Regions from separate parts of the Mus musculus genome. Here region 2 is linked to region 1. The links are chromatin contacts, called in public HiChIP or PLAC-seq maps. All regions are on one chromosome and are shown on one strand. Each heading gives the region's core, a stretch centred on a gene start, on an enhancer-like site or on the middle of the called end of the contact. The rest is flanking DNA. Distances are from core to core; before and after follow the strand shown.

Evidence for each region. HiChIP or PLAC-seq counts read pairs in DNA pulled down with a chosen protein or histone mark.
Region 2: an H3K27ac HiChIP or PLAC-seq map of DN3 thymocytes shows a contact between it and region 1, with 6 times the contacts expected there. The contact joins the promoter of 4930480C01Rik here to the enhancer-like site in region 1. A contact is called at or near these places in 2 of 39 promoter capture datasets (embryonic stem cells and stem cell-derived epiblast-like cells), 2 of 15 datasets of contacts at CTCF or cohesin (CD8 T cells and large pre-B cells), 4 of 484 Hi-C or Micro-C datasets (CD8 T cells, the HPC-5 cell line, bone marrow-derived macrophages and 1 more), 13 of 115 datasets of contacts at active chromatin or transcription factors (DN3 thymocytes, the HPC-7 cell line, acute myeloid leukemia and 9 more) and 5 of 9 other capture datasets (adipose tissue, embryonic stem cells, liver and 2 more).

Annotation. Positions count from the first base shown.
Region 1 is chr5:65,788,151-65,794,204 of GRCm38.p6, forward strand. It overlaps N4bp2 (NEDD4 binding protein 2), which reads left to right. Exons shown (of 20, transcript NM_001024917.1): 6 at 1,868-3,020; 7 at 5,179-5,303. The coding sequence starts at 1,879. Among named protein-coding and RNA genes, the nearest start is that of N4bp2, 28 kb to the left of the region's middle. Within about 2 kb of position 2,856, at least 37 of the 459 cell types and tissues checked have an H3K27ac peak or open chromatin away from gene starts, as enhancers often do. A contact at or near this core is called in CD8 T cells, DN3 thymocytes, double positive thymocytes and 1 more, where this site is marked.
Region 2 is chr5:65,947,938-65,953,991 of GRCm38.p6, forward strand. 4930480C01Rik (a long non-coding RNA gene) reads left to right here and starts at 3,406. Exons shown (of 2, transcript XR_376988.3): 1 at 3,406-3,522; 2 at 3,941-4,270. It also overlaps a transcript of Chrna9 not described here.

The sequences.
Region 1 (6,054 bases), core at 1,606-4,105:
TTTGAGTATCGCCATATCACAAACAAGGAGATGTGCTGAGGGAAGTTGGCTCATTTGTTTGAATCCTGTCAAGCAAGTAGATATTTAAATGAGGGTGCTTTGACTCCAGAGCAGAGCTGTGCCCTACAGTGCTGTGCTTCTTTCCATGTCTATCTTCCTTAAAACAAAAATAGGACACAGCAGAAACAAAATAAAAAAAGGCATTCAGATTTCAAATGCTTAAAAAGTACTTTCTTTTCTTGTGATGCCTGTTATCAAATGGAGGGCCTCAAGCATGCTGGCCAAGGCCCCATGACCCGGAGCAGCACCCCTAGCTTCATGCTTGAAGACCTGAGGCTCTCTGTCTGTGTTGCAGCCAGAGCTCAGCATTGGAGTCACATACACCGGCCCTGTTACTGTGTGACTTGGGTCCAGTTCCTATCCCTTTTTTGAGCTTCATTTTCTTTTATGTTTTCTAGGATGATTGTTCTCATAGTATTACTTGGGGATTCAGTGAGGTTATCTATGTAATGCTCCTAGCCCAAATGCTGTGGGTGGCAGTTCTCCTCCCGTTCCATTCCCTTAGAAAACAGTGTGGCTGACTGTCAGTCCCTCTCAGTTACACATAGCCTCCTCCAGTTCTTTTCTTCCTTCTATTCGTCACACAGAACCCTGTGAACTAACTCTCCAACCAACTTCTCTGAATACTTAAACAGGTCTTTCCTTTCCTTTCCTTTCCTTTCCTTTCCTTTCCTTTCCTTTCCTTTCCTTTCCTTTCCTTTCCTTTCCTTTCCTTTTCTTTTCTTTTCTTGTTTCTCTTCTCTTTTCTCTTCTCTTCTTTTCTCTTCTCTTCTCTCTCTTCCTCTTCTCTTCTCTCTCTTCCCTCTTCCCTCCTCTTCCCTCCTCTTCCCTCTTCCCTCCTCTTCCCTCCTCTTCCCTCTTCCCTCTTCCCTCTTCCCTCTTCCCTCTTCCCTCTTCCCTCTTCCCTCTTCCCTCTTCCCTCTTCCCTCTTCCCTCTTCCTCTTCTCTTTCTGAGACAGGTCTCACTGTGTAGCTCTGGCTGGCCTGGATCTCACTATGTAGACCAAGCTGGCTTTGAATTGAACTTACAGAGATCCCCCTGCTTCTGCCTCCCATGTGCTGGGATTAAAGGCAGTTTTGTATTTTCAAGCTTGGCTTTAACTTTTGTCCTATTGGCAACTTGATTAGTCTTTTTAGTGCTAGATCATATATATTACATTATGTGAAATCTTGTTTTATTCTCCTTTCCATCACTGTAGCATTTGCACATTGTTAAAAAGTATACATTGTTTAATTTATATTATGATATAATTATATTTTAATATACACACCTTTATATTCGATTTATACTTTACAAAATCATATCAAAAATTCATCTTCATTTTTGTATAAAGTATCTCTGATGCATATATTTTTTATACTGTGAAATATGTGGTATAGACTGTGTAAATGAGTAAATGTTTACTAAGAGAATACCTACTTAAAATACTTAGTCCTTAAATGGACATCCAATAGATAAATAACTGTTGAATGTATCAACTGACTTTAGGATCTTTATACATGACCCTATCATATAGAGTCTATGTATATACTCATTAAACTGTTCAATTTGTACTTGACAGTAGCTTATTACAATTGAAAAGAATACCATTCCATGGCTCTATCATTAATACTTCTCTAGTGTAGATTTTGATGTATTAGAGTAGTGTCAGTTTTTAAAAGATGACTTGGCTATTGATACATTTTCAATGTGTGTGTGTGTGTGTGTGTGTGTGTGTATATATATATATATATATATATATACACACACATACATACATACATACATACATTTGTTGTTGTTGTTGCTGTTCTTGTTCTCATGCAGTTGAAAATGCCATGGATTGTCTGTTAGAATTGTCTGCCACTGATGCCAAGGGGGCAGAGTCGTCTGCACAGACTTCTGGTGATCGTGACAGCAAGCCTGGTGCAGCAGGAAACTCAGTAATGGAGACGTGCCATCCCGAAGGCGAGGGTGAAGATTCCAAGCTGGATTCATTTTTGGATATGCAGCTAACTGAGGACTTGGATTCCTTAATACAGAACGCTTTTGAGAAATTAAACTCTCCTCCTGATGACCAAGTATACCCATTCTCACCTCTGCAAGATGCTAATAGTTTTAACGACCCTTCCACCTTTATGAACTCAGATTCAAGTGGCATGACTTCTCTTCTTTCTGTACAGAGCACGAGCTCAAACAGCGAAACTCTCAAGAGTTCTGCTTCTTTACCAGGTTCAAACCCACCAACTTCACATTCAGTTTTGAATGCGCCTGAGAGTTGTGCAAAATTGGCATTGGAAGGGGGCTACTCAGAAGGCTCTCCTCTCAGTAGCTCTGGAAATCCAACAAATGGCTCTGTTAGAGGTTGTGGCAATTTTAGCCAAAGACAGAAAGATCTTTCAGAATCTGAGTGTCCTAGTGCGCAGCATTCTCAAGCCCTTGCAGATTTGGGCAACAGTGACCCTCAGGCTCCTTCAACTCACCCTCTGCACAATTCAGGGTCTGACCTACCAGGTACAGATGGGGATCAGAAGTCGGCTTCTGCGCCTGATGTTTTTGTGCCCTCTGAAGGGTTCAATTTCAAGCCGCACAAACATCCTGAACTGCCACCAAAGGGGAAGGATATGAATTACTGCCCGGTGCTCACCCCTCTTCCCTTACTCCTTCCGCCCCCGCCCCCACCACCGATCTGGAACCCGATGATCCCTGCTTTTGATCTCTTTCAAGGAAACCATGGCTTTGTAGCCCCTGTGGTGACCACAGCTGCTCACTGGAGACCTGTCAACTACACGTTCCCACCCCCCATCATCTCCCACAACTCTCCAACCAAAGTGTGGAGAGGCGGTGAGGGAGCCAGTGCTTACCAGGTGCAGGAGGCCCCAGCGTCACAGCCTGTGAGGAAGAAGGCTACCTCCTTCGTTGGCTTAGTTCTCGTGCTTCTCAGAGGGCTGCCGGGCTCAGGGAAATCCTTTCTGGCAAGGTAGGAAGTTTTATTGACATTTGTTAGAAGGTATAGTGCACGGATTGGTACAGCTAATGTGAATTTCCAGAACACATCGTTAATAACTGCTCAACATCGTTAATAACTCAAATTTTTTTTTGTGATCTTTTAAAAGATAATAATCTTCAACCAAAAGTTTTTATTGTATTCTTTTTTCTCATACAGTTTTGACAGAAGTAAAACTAAAAAAAAAAAAAAGTTTCAAGTTAAAGATAGTTTCAAGATACTAAGACTATGAAATACTTTCTGTGGATGAAAGCTAATTTGACTAGGAGAAAGATGAGGTTAACTTTGTTTATGGAGTATAAAAACCAGACTTGAAAATAAGAACAGAAGATCCACAGTTGATTTTGAATTTAGGAACAAAAAAAGGTGAATAAATGAATTCTACTGATGACTAGAAGTTGAAAATTATAGTGTGTTAAATAATGTTTTAGAAACTTGATTTTGAACTGGGCATGGTGGTGCATGCCTTTAATACCAGTCCTGGGAGGACAGAGACAGGCTGATCCTTGGGTTCTAGAACAGCCAGGACTACACAGGGAAACCTTGTCTCAAGCCACAGAAAACAAGTGAACAAAAGAAACATAATTAGAAGGAAGAGAAGTGAATAGTAGTAATTATAGAACTAACGATTTCAAACTATTTATTTATTTTTGATGTTTTGAGACAGGGTCTCACTGCATAGCCTGGACCTTATATAGACCAGGCTGTTGTTCTCTTTGCCTGCATAGTGCTGGGGTTAAAGGTGTTAATCATGTGTTTGTTACCACTCATGGCCCAGAACTTCATTTTGTGGAAAACACAGTTCCTTTTGTTTATGTCTTTATGCCAAGTCAGTTGTTAGTGCTTTGATGTGGGAACCAGAATCAGGGTTAGACTGCCCCGCAGAGATGGCTTCAAGGGTGTCCTTCAAGGGCGTTTGCTTCCTTAGTTTCTCTCTTGAGCCCTTGGCCATTACATTTTAAGATGTATTTGCTTTTTTTCCTCCTGAATTTGAATTTTTTTTGGTAGCCATAGACTGTGTGTGTTTTGAGATGGGAGATCTTGTATCCCAGTCTGTTCTTGTTCTTACATTCACCGTGTAGCCGGATTCATGCATTTTCTGTACCTCCTGCCTCTAAACCCCCACGTGCTGGGATTACAAGTGTGTGCCATCATAGCTGATATTTGTGGTAATAGTGATCAAGCCCTGGTCCCTGTGCATGGTAGAAACATATTCTACCAATTGAACGATATCCCTAGCCCCAGTAATAGCAATATAGTCATTTAAGTTTTGTAGTTGTGTTTGTAAAATTAGTGGGAATGCCAGGAGTACTTCCAAGGTAGTAGATGTGTTGGACTTGATTTCGGGGCCTCGGAGTCAAAGGCAAATGCAGTTTTGCCACAAAATAAGAACTATGTTTTTGATAGAATATGAGATGAGATAGACATGAGATGAGTATGGTCCATAACATTAAATTAGCATGTGACATGAGGAAAATCTGATGTGAAAGCAAGGCTTTTGGATTTACTGGAAAGGTCATTTTTAAAAAAAATGTACGTTTGTAATCTCCTGCTCCATCTTCCACTGGGATCTCTGGTGGGCTGCTGTACCCACACAGCGTCTTTCCATGAGTCCTGGAGATCTGAGACTCTTCATGCTTATGTGACAAGTGATTTAGCTATACTCGTGCATTAACCATGCCCCTGGCCTGTGATCATAGTCTTATTTAAAGATAGCTCAGATATATGCATGTTTAAAAGGAAACGAGCATCAGGTATGGCAGTCAGGCCTTAGTCTCAGCCCTTGAGATGTAAAGGCTGAAAGATGAAGAGTTCAAGGCCATCCTGGGCTAGGTAGTAAGTTTAAAGCCAGCTCGGGCTCTATGAGACTGTTTCATAAAACAAAGCAAAACTATTTCTGAATAATTTGTATAAAGCAAAATAAGCCTATCTTGGATTAGTTCTTTTGAAGAGTTGAACTGTTTTGCTTAGAGAATTTCCAGTGTGATTTATTTGAATTTTATTGCTCTTTTAAATACTATCCTTGAATTTTTATTTGAATTTGTGACTATAAAAGGAAAGAATTTGTGACTATAAAAGAAAGAATTTTGGAAAGAAAATGAATGAAAATAGTTCCGTTTGTTGTTGACAGGACTTTGCAAGAGGATAACCCAGGTGGCGTCATTCTCAGCACTGATGACTACTTCTATATAAACGGACAGTACCAGTTTGATGTGAAGTACTTAGGGGAAGCCCATGAGTGGAACCAGAACCGAGGTGAGAGCGGCTGCGCAGGTCTGTGTGTTGCTGTCAGTGCTCAGAAGGGAGAAGTTTTCTTCAGTATTCATGGCTTTTGGGAGACAGAGAACTTTGTTTACTTATGTTTTGTGGTACTTAAACATGCCACACAGATGTGCTGCCGCTGAGCTCTGACTGGCCCCCGCCCAATAATCCCAGCAAACCAGGAGGCAGAGGCAGGTGGATTGAACCTGGCCAACCTGATCTACATAGTGAGTTCCAGGACAGCCAGGGCTACACAGAGAAGCTGCAATCCTTACGTTACTCAATAAGCAGTGAGAATTAAGTTAAGTTTGAGGAGCAAGGACATGTGTTCAATTCCCAGCATCCACATAAAAATCAGACATGGCAACAGCGTGTGTTTGTAATCTTACTGCTGGGAAGGCAGAGACAAGTGGATCTCTGTGAGTCTCAGGCCATCTCGATCTACATAGAGCTCCAGGATGGATGGCTCTATATAGTGAGATCCTAACTCAAAAAAAAGATAAAACCCTGATTTTGACCTCATACTCCCTGGTAGTACACACACACATGCAGAGAGAGACAGAGAAAAAGACAGAGAGAAAGAGACAGAGAGAGAGAGAGAGCTAGAGAGAGACAGAGACAGACACAGACACAGACACAGAGTCAGAGAAACAGACACACTTCCATAAAGTAATAAAACATTTTTTCAAGTTAATTTTTATAAGAGGATTAGAACATATGACAGTGTTTAGGTTTTATTTAATCA
Region 2 (6,054 bases), core at 2,156-4,655, 160 kb after region 1:
AATAACCTCTAACTCTCAACTTGGCTTTCAAAACAGAAATGTACAGAGAGGTCACAAAATTGTAGCCGGGCGTGGTATCACATGCCTTTAATCCCAGCACTCGGGAGGCAGAGGCAGGGGGATTTCTGAGTTTGAGGCCAACCTGGTCTACAGAGTGAGTTCCAGGACAGCCAGGGCTACACAGAGAAATCCTGTCTCGAAAAAAAAAAAAAATAGAAAAGAAAAGAAAAAAAAGAAAAATGTTGAAGACCTCTAGATTAGACCATAATACTAACTCCATCCAGGTAAGGCTATTTGTTATCTTTGACACACCTTGTTCCCCCAAGCAAAGGTGTGACATAGAAGGTACAACGTAAAACCTGCTCCATGTTTGGGAACCCAGTCACTGAGAGTCTGGAGTCCTGTGGAATATTCTATGTCTGAGCTAGAGCAAGTGAAAGAAACGCAAGGTGGAACCAGGTATCTTGTCAAACAAACCGCATGCACGTGCTTCTATGATCACAGAGAACCTGTGGCGGCCATATTCACCTCAGGGGAGCTGTGCTAGCCATGGAAAACGAGGGCTTACTCCTGAACGTGCTATTGACACAGATCTTACACATGAGGCTGGAGAGACGTGTGTATGTGAGAGAGGTGTGTAAAGTGCTTACCACACAGATATGAGGACCTAAGTTTGGGTCTCAGAAACCACACAGAACAGGGCATTGTATCCCACTGTGGATCTGTAATCCTAGTGCTACTACAGCAAGGTGAGAGATAGAGACAGGAGGAATGCCCGGAAACCTGCTGGCCAGCTAGCTTGGTGCAGCCAGAATTGACTACCTGTCTCAAACTGCATGAACTGGCTCCTGAGGTTCACACACGTGTTATCTCATGAACTCAGGCCGGTGAGATGGCTCAGCGGGTAAAGATGCTGTCTATGAGTCTGATGCCCAGGCCCTCATGGTGAAAGTTGAGAACTGACTCCCACAAGCTGTCCTCTGACCTTCACACCTGTGCCATGACATGCACAGATGTCCCTCCACTGCATATACAATGAATTAACAAATGCAGGAGACATCTTATTCTTACGTGTGAAGATAAGCTGGGGAGGCTGGATTCCCAGCTCAGCGGTAGAGCACTTACTTGCCTGGTGAGCTGGAGGGGCAGTTTTGTCCCTGGTGCTCCCCCCACCCACAGCACGGAGTCACAAGCACAGATTAGTTTAATATTGGTAAAATGGTTATACAGCCATACAGCTGGCCTGGTGGCGTACACCTTTAATCTCAGCACTTGGGAGGCAGAGGCAGGCAGATTTCTGAGTTCGAGGCCAGCCAGCCAGGGCTATACAGAGAAACCCTGTCTTGAAAAAAAAACCCAAAAACAAACAAACAAACAAACAAACAAAAACAAAAAGAAAAACAAAGCTATACAATGTTCAGGATCTTTGAAACTCTTTTTGTTTTTTTGATAGTCAGGCACGGTAGCACAAGACTGTACTCCCAGTACTAGGGAGGTAGGGGCAGGAGGATGGCAAGTTCAAGATCAGCCTGGTCACATGGCAAAAGTATCTCAGAAAACAAGGACAAAAAAATATTTTGTATTAAAATGATCATGACAGCACTATAAATGGTAATAGACTGAAAATAACCAAAATAGATCTGTTAGATAGATAGATAGATAGATAGATAGATAGATAGATAGATAGATAGATAGATAGATAGATAGATAGATAAGCTTGCTATATGATGCAGATTTTAGTAAACAGTTGGAAAATTTTGTCAGACAGGTAAATTCAGTATTAATCTTGATGTAAATGCCAGAATTATTCTTAACAATGTTCAGAATTTGGAGGAAGAAAATATTTCCAGGCCGGAGAGATGGCACAGAGGTTCTGGATAAAGGTGGAAGGAGAAACGAGACTCCACAGACAGGTTGTCTCACTGTCAAATGTCAGCTATGTTCAGTCTCTCCCTGCCTCTACCATGCGCATAATAAAGAGAGACGTAAAAGAAAATACCCCAAAGGGAGGAGAGATGGCTCAGCAGTTCAGAGCACCAGCTGCTCTTGCAGAATATTGGGGTTTGGTTTTCAGCACCCACATGATGGCTCACATCTGCCTATAACTTCAAGGGGCCCAACATCCTCTTTTGGCCTCTGAGGGCACCAGGAACACATATGGTTCACATACATGCACACAGGCAAACCACTAAAAAAAACCAAGAAAAGTAAAAATAAAGAGAAAATATCCCCAAGAGACAACAGTGGTTGTCTCTGATAATGAGATTATAGGAGACTTTTTGTGCCTCTAGATCGTTTGTTTTCATATTTTTCTTTTTTTTTTTTCTGGAATAAGCATGTATTATTTTGTGATGTGAAAGAAGAAAGGAGAGAGAGAGAGAGAGAAAACCATGCCATGCATGGCTGGCCTGAGTCACAAGCTGAATTCTCATGTTTAAATTAGTTTCAGAAACAAGGAGTGGTTTCTAGGCAACGGGCTTGGGAACTCATGGTCACTGCCATTGTTGCTACAGCGTGTGTGCGTGTCTTCGAGAAACTGCACTGGATGAATGCAGACCCGCTAAGGAGAAACAAGCTTTGCCACCCAGTTTTGGTCATGGGGACTTGAGTTACTGTGACCCTAGGGGCAGACAGTTGCCAACGATTTTTTTTTAATTTATTACTAATAAATGACTGAGTTAATGAGGATTGTCATAGGCGAGAAATCTGACAGAAATCTCAGTCATTTCAGAGGGTGTGGGAAACCGAGGGGGGGGGGGGAGCCAAAGCCAATGCCCCCACGCACACCACAATAGCTTTGCCGTGAACTCAGGCCGCCAGGGGCTGTGCCAGACAGATTGCATCTTAAGATGTGAAAAGATTGCTTCACAGTCTCTGTAGTCGTTTACTGTCATTACAGGCAATCCTGGGCAGCCAGGGGGCTTTTAATCGAGAGGAAACACTGAAAACTGGAACCAGGGCAATAAAAGCCTTGGCCCTCACTGTGGACTCTGAAGGGGGCGGAGCCAAGAACCTTATTGTTTCCAGGGCCCTTGTTCTTCCCCCAAGCGCCCACAGAAGGCGTTACTCAGCCCAGGAAGTGTATTCTGTTGACATTGACTACTATATTTTCAGCAAGAAAAGGCGAGTTTCTGAAAAAAATAGTGTCAGAGCTCGGCCCTCTTGTGGCAGAATCTCACATGGTCCAAGATGGCCTGGAACTCTATGTAGCTGGGGGATTGGGAGTGGGGGTGGGGCGATGGGGAGGGGGTGGGGGAAATGGGGGGTGGTGCTGGTCTTGGTTCACTTTATTGCTTCCTTACGCACCCATGATTCATATTCTTTCTCTTTCTCTCACTGTGTGATGTCACCTGCCATGTTATGACACAACACAAAGGCTCTCAGGAGATGCAGCTGCCTAAGATACTGGAACTGTGAGCTATATAACCTTCCTTTCTTTACAACGTATCCAGCCCTAAGTATTTTGTTACGGCAAATCAGACAAATAGAAGGACTAGTATTTACTCGGCCTTTTCTTATGAGGTAATTCTTCAGGACAGGCACGTTTTCATCTTTGTACTCTGGGCTTATCGTACATAGGCTGACCCTACATAGGTTTGTGCTTATCCACTACTCTTCTTGTTTTTTTGTCAGTGATGGGGGCTTCCGTATGGTAGGCAAACACTGTATGACTGAGCTACATCTCCATGTCTCACGGTCTTGAGTGACAAATGCAGCCTGCTTCAGTTTGAATGTGGTTTGAGTGTTCCCTTAAAGGTTTATGCTGGAAGCTACGCCCCCTAGTGGGCCAGTAAAGGATGACATAGAACATTTGAGAGTAGTGCAGTGGCCCGGAGATGGTCAGTGGTTTGTTAGGGGTAATTCACTTGGAGGGGATTCAGGGACTTTTCAGTGGTTTGTGGTGAAAGTCTAATTCTCTCTCTGGCTTCTTGTCTGGCAGTATGGTGGCCTCTGCCATGAGGTCTCTCTAGGACCCAACAGATACTGACACATGCCCTTGAATCTCTAGAGACTCGTGATCTCTGCCTCCTGTGACATCCCAGCCTGGGGCTCCATGGACTCCCTCTTTTCCTAACCTCTCATCGGGAAGATAAATCAACCCCATTCCCCTGTGGTCTACTCCCTCGGCAATACTTAACTCGTTTACCACAGCTTAGCTTACAAGTGTGCCTTTTTTTTTTCCAGACAGTCCACAAACGCACTGATAAAGCAAATATTCTCTTATGAGCCCTGTGCTCTGCTTTCAATAAATGTGTTCAGTACAGATTGAGTAGCGAGAGTTTTGTTGTTGTTTGTATAGGCAGGCTCTTGCCATGCAGCCCAGGCTGGTCTAAAACTCACGATCCCCCTGCCTCAGCCTCTCAAATACTGGGGTTACAGGCCTCTGCCACTAAGTTTGGGTTAGTCTTTAAATTCTTACAGAACTGACTTCCTAGTGTCTGTTCACACTGTAAACGTCTCTAGCCACCTCTCCTTGGCCAAACATTTATTCTTATTTAAAAAGGGTCACCACAATCCTTGATTCCTGTGGTGTTGCAGTTTGAGGTAGGTAAACCTGGAATCTTCTGCCCAGGAGCTTACAGTCTTGTGCATATATTGACTTGGCTGTTTTTCTGGATTTGGATCTAGGGTGGAGCCCACATCTGTTTAGCTTCTTCCATTCTGCCTGGAACCTGCCAGCTCCGAGGCCAAGCAGGGATCTGCTCTGACAAGCTGCGTGTGATGCTGGTGGGAACAAGTACCTGGTGTCTCTAGCAGAGCCTTTACTCCTTTGTACACCTGGCCTCTCAAGGCTGCCCTTTAGGGAACCAGGTCCTCCCCAGACACACATGCAATATAGCCTAAGTCCCAAAGTGCAGCTACTATGTCCCCCAAGGTGGACACAAGGCAGCACTCCTGTTCACGGGAGGCCAAGCAAGACTGCCTGAGGAGGTGTGTTGTGGGAGAGGCTCTCTCTGTTGGCACTCTGAAAGTCCAGACTCTGGCCAAGACTGTCCTGTATTTCATGAGTGTTTATTGGTTACCTCTTATATTTCTGGCATGGAGCTGTGAAGACAATATGTGAAATGGGTCAGCATGGGTTTGGGGAGAGAAATCACGCAACACTGGGATTGAAGAAGAGGTAGGAATGCTAGGTTGATATACCAGTAACTTCAAGAACGTCCTTGAGACAAGGGGGAGATTGGGGAAAAGGCATCCTTAATTACATGACTTTCAAAATGAGCCCTGAAAGAGAAAGGCCTTGCTCGTTGGGCAAAGAAAGGGGAAATGTTTTTGGCTAAGGGACAGTCTGTACAACATGGAAGCATGGAAGAGGGCAGCAGGCCCCTCTTATTAGAAAATCTATGTTGGGTGGCAGGAAGTAAATCCCTGAGAGAAGACAAAGGGAAAAACAGGGCTTCCTGTGTTGTGTTTTAAAGTAGAGGCCTTACCTCACGCGTCGTGCAGGAACAGAGAAAGAACCAGGTGGAGCGTCAGGTACAGTACACATGTCAAATCAAAAGACACTTTCTTTTCTACATACAACAACAGTTTTACACTTGAACAGTTTGTGGGAGCCTGCACCAGATCTGCACAAGCTCAAGCCAGACAAAATCCAAGCACGGCGGAGTGCAGAGGTGGACCCAGCCCCATCCCTGGCAATCTATAGCTGCTGAGAGAGAGAGAGAGAGTCAGTTTTCTTTGAGGGTGTGACCCCTGGTTGGTCCACCATGTCTCAGTGGATGACCTTATATCTCAGGGTATATGTGTAGGGCAGATTGGGCTAGATGGAAAACAAAAACAAAAATAAATTATCATCATCAACAACAACAACAAAACCAACTAAAGTTGGGTGAATAGGGAAGAGAGAGGCTTGAATCTGGGAGGAGTTGGGAGAGATTTGGTAAATATGATCAAAATGCATTGTACACAAAAAATAGATTTAAAATAATAAGGGATAAAAAAGACAGCATGAAAATAGAGGGTAATACTAGAGAAAGAGAGAAGAGACCTGGGGCGGGGGGAGCAGAAGACAACAGGGGTAGGTGGGGTAGGTAGGGTCAAAAATGTTCC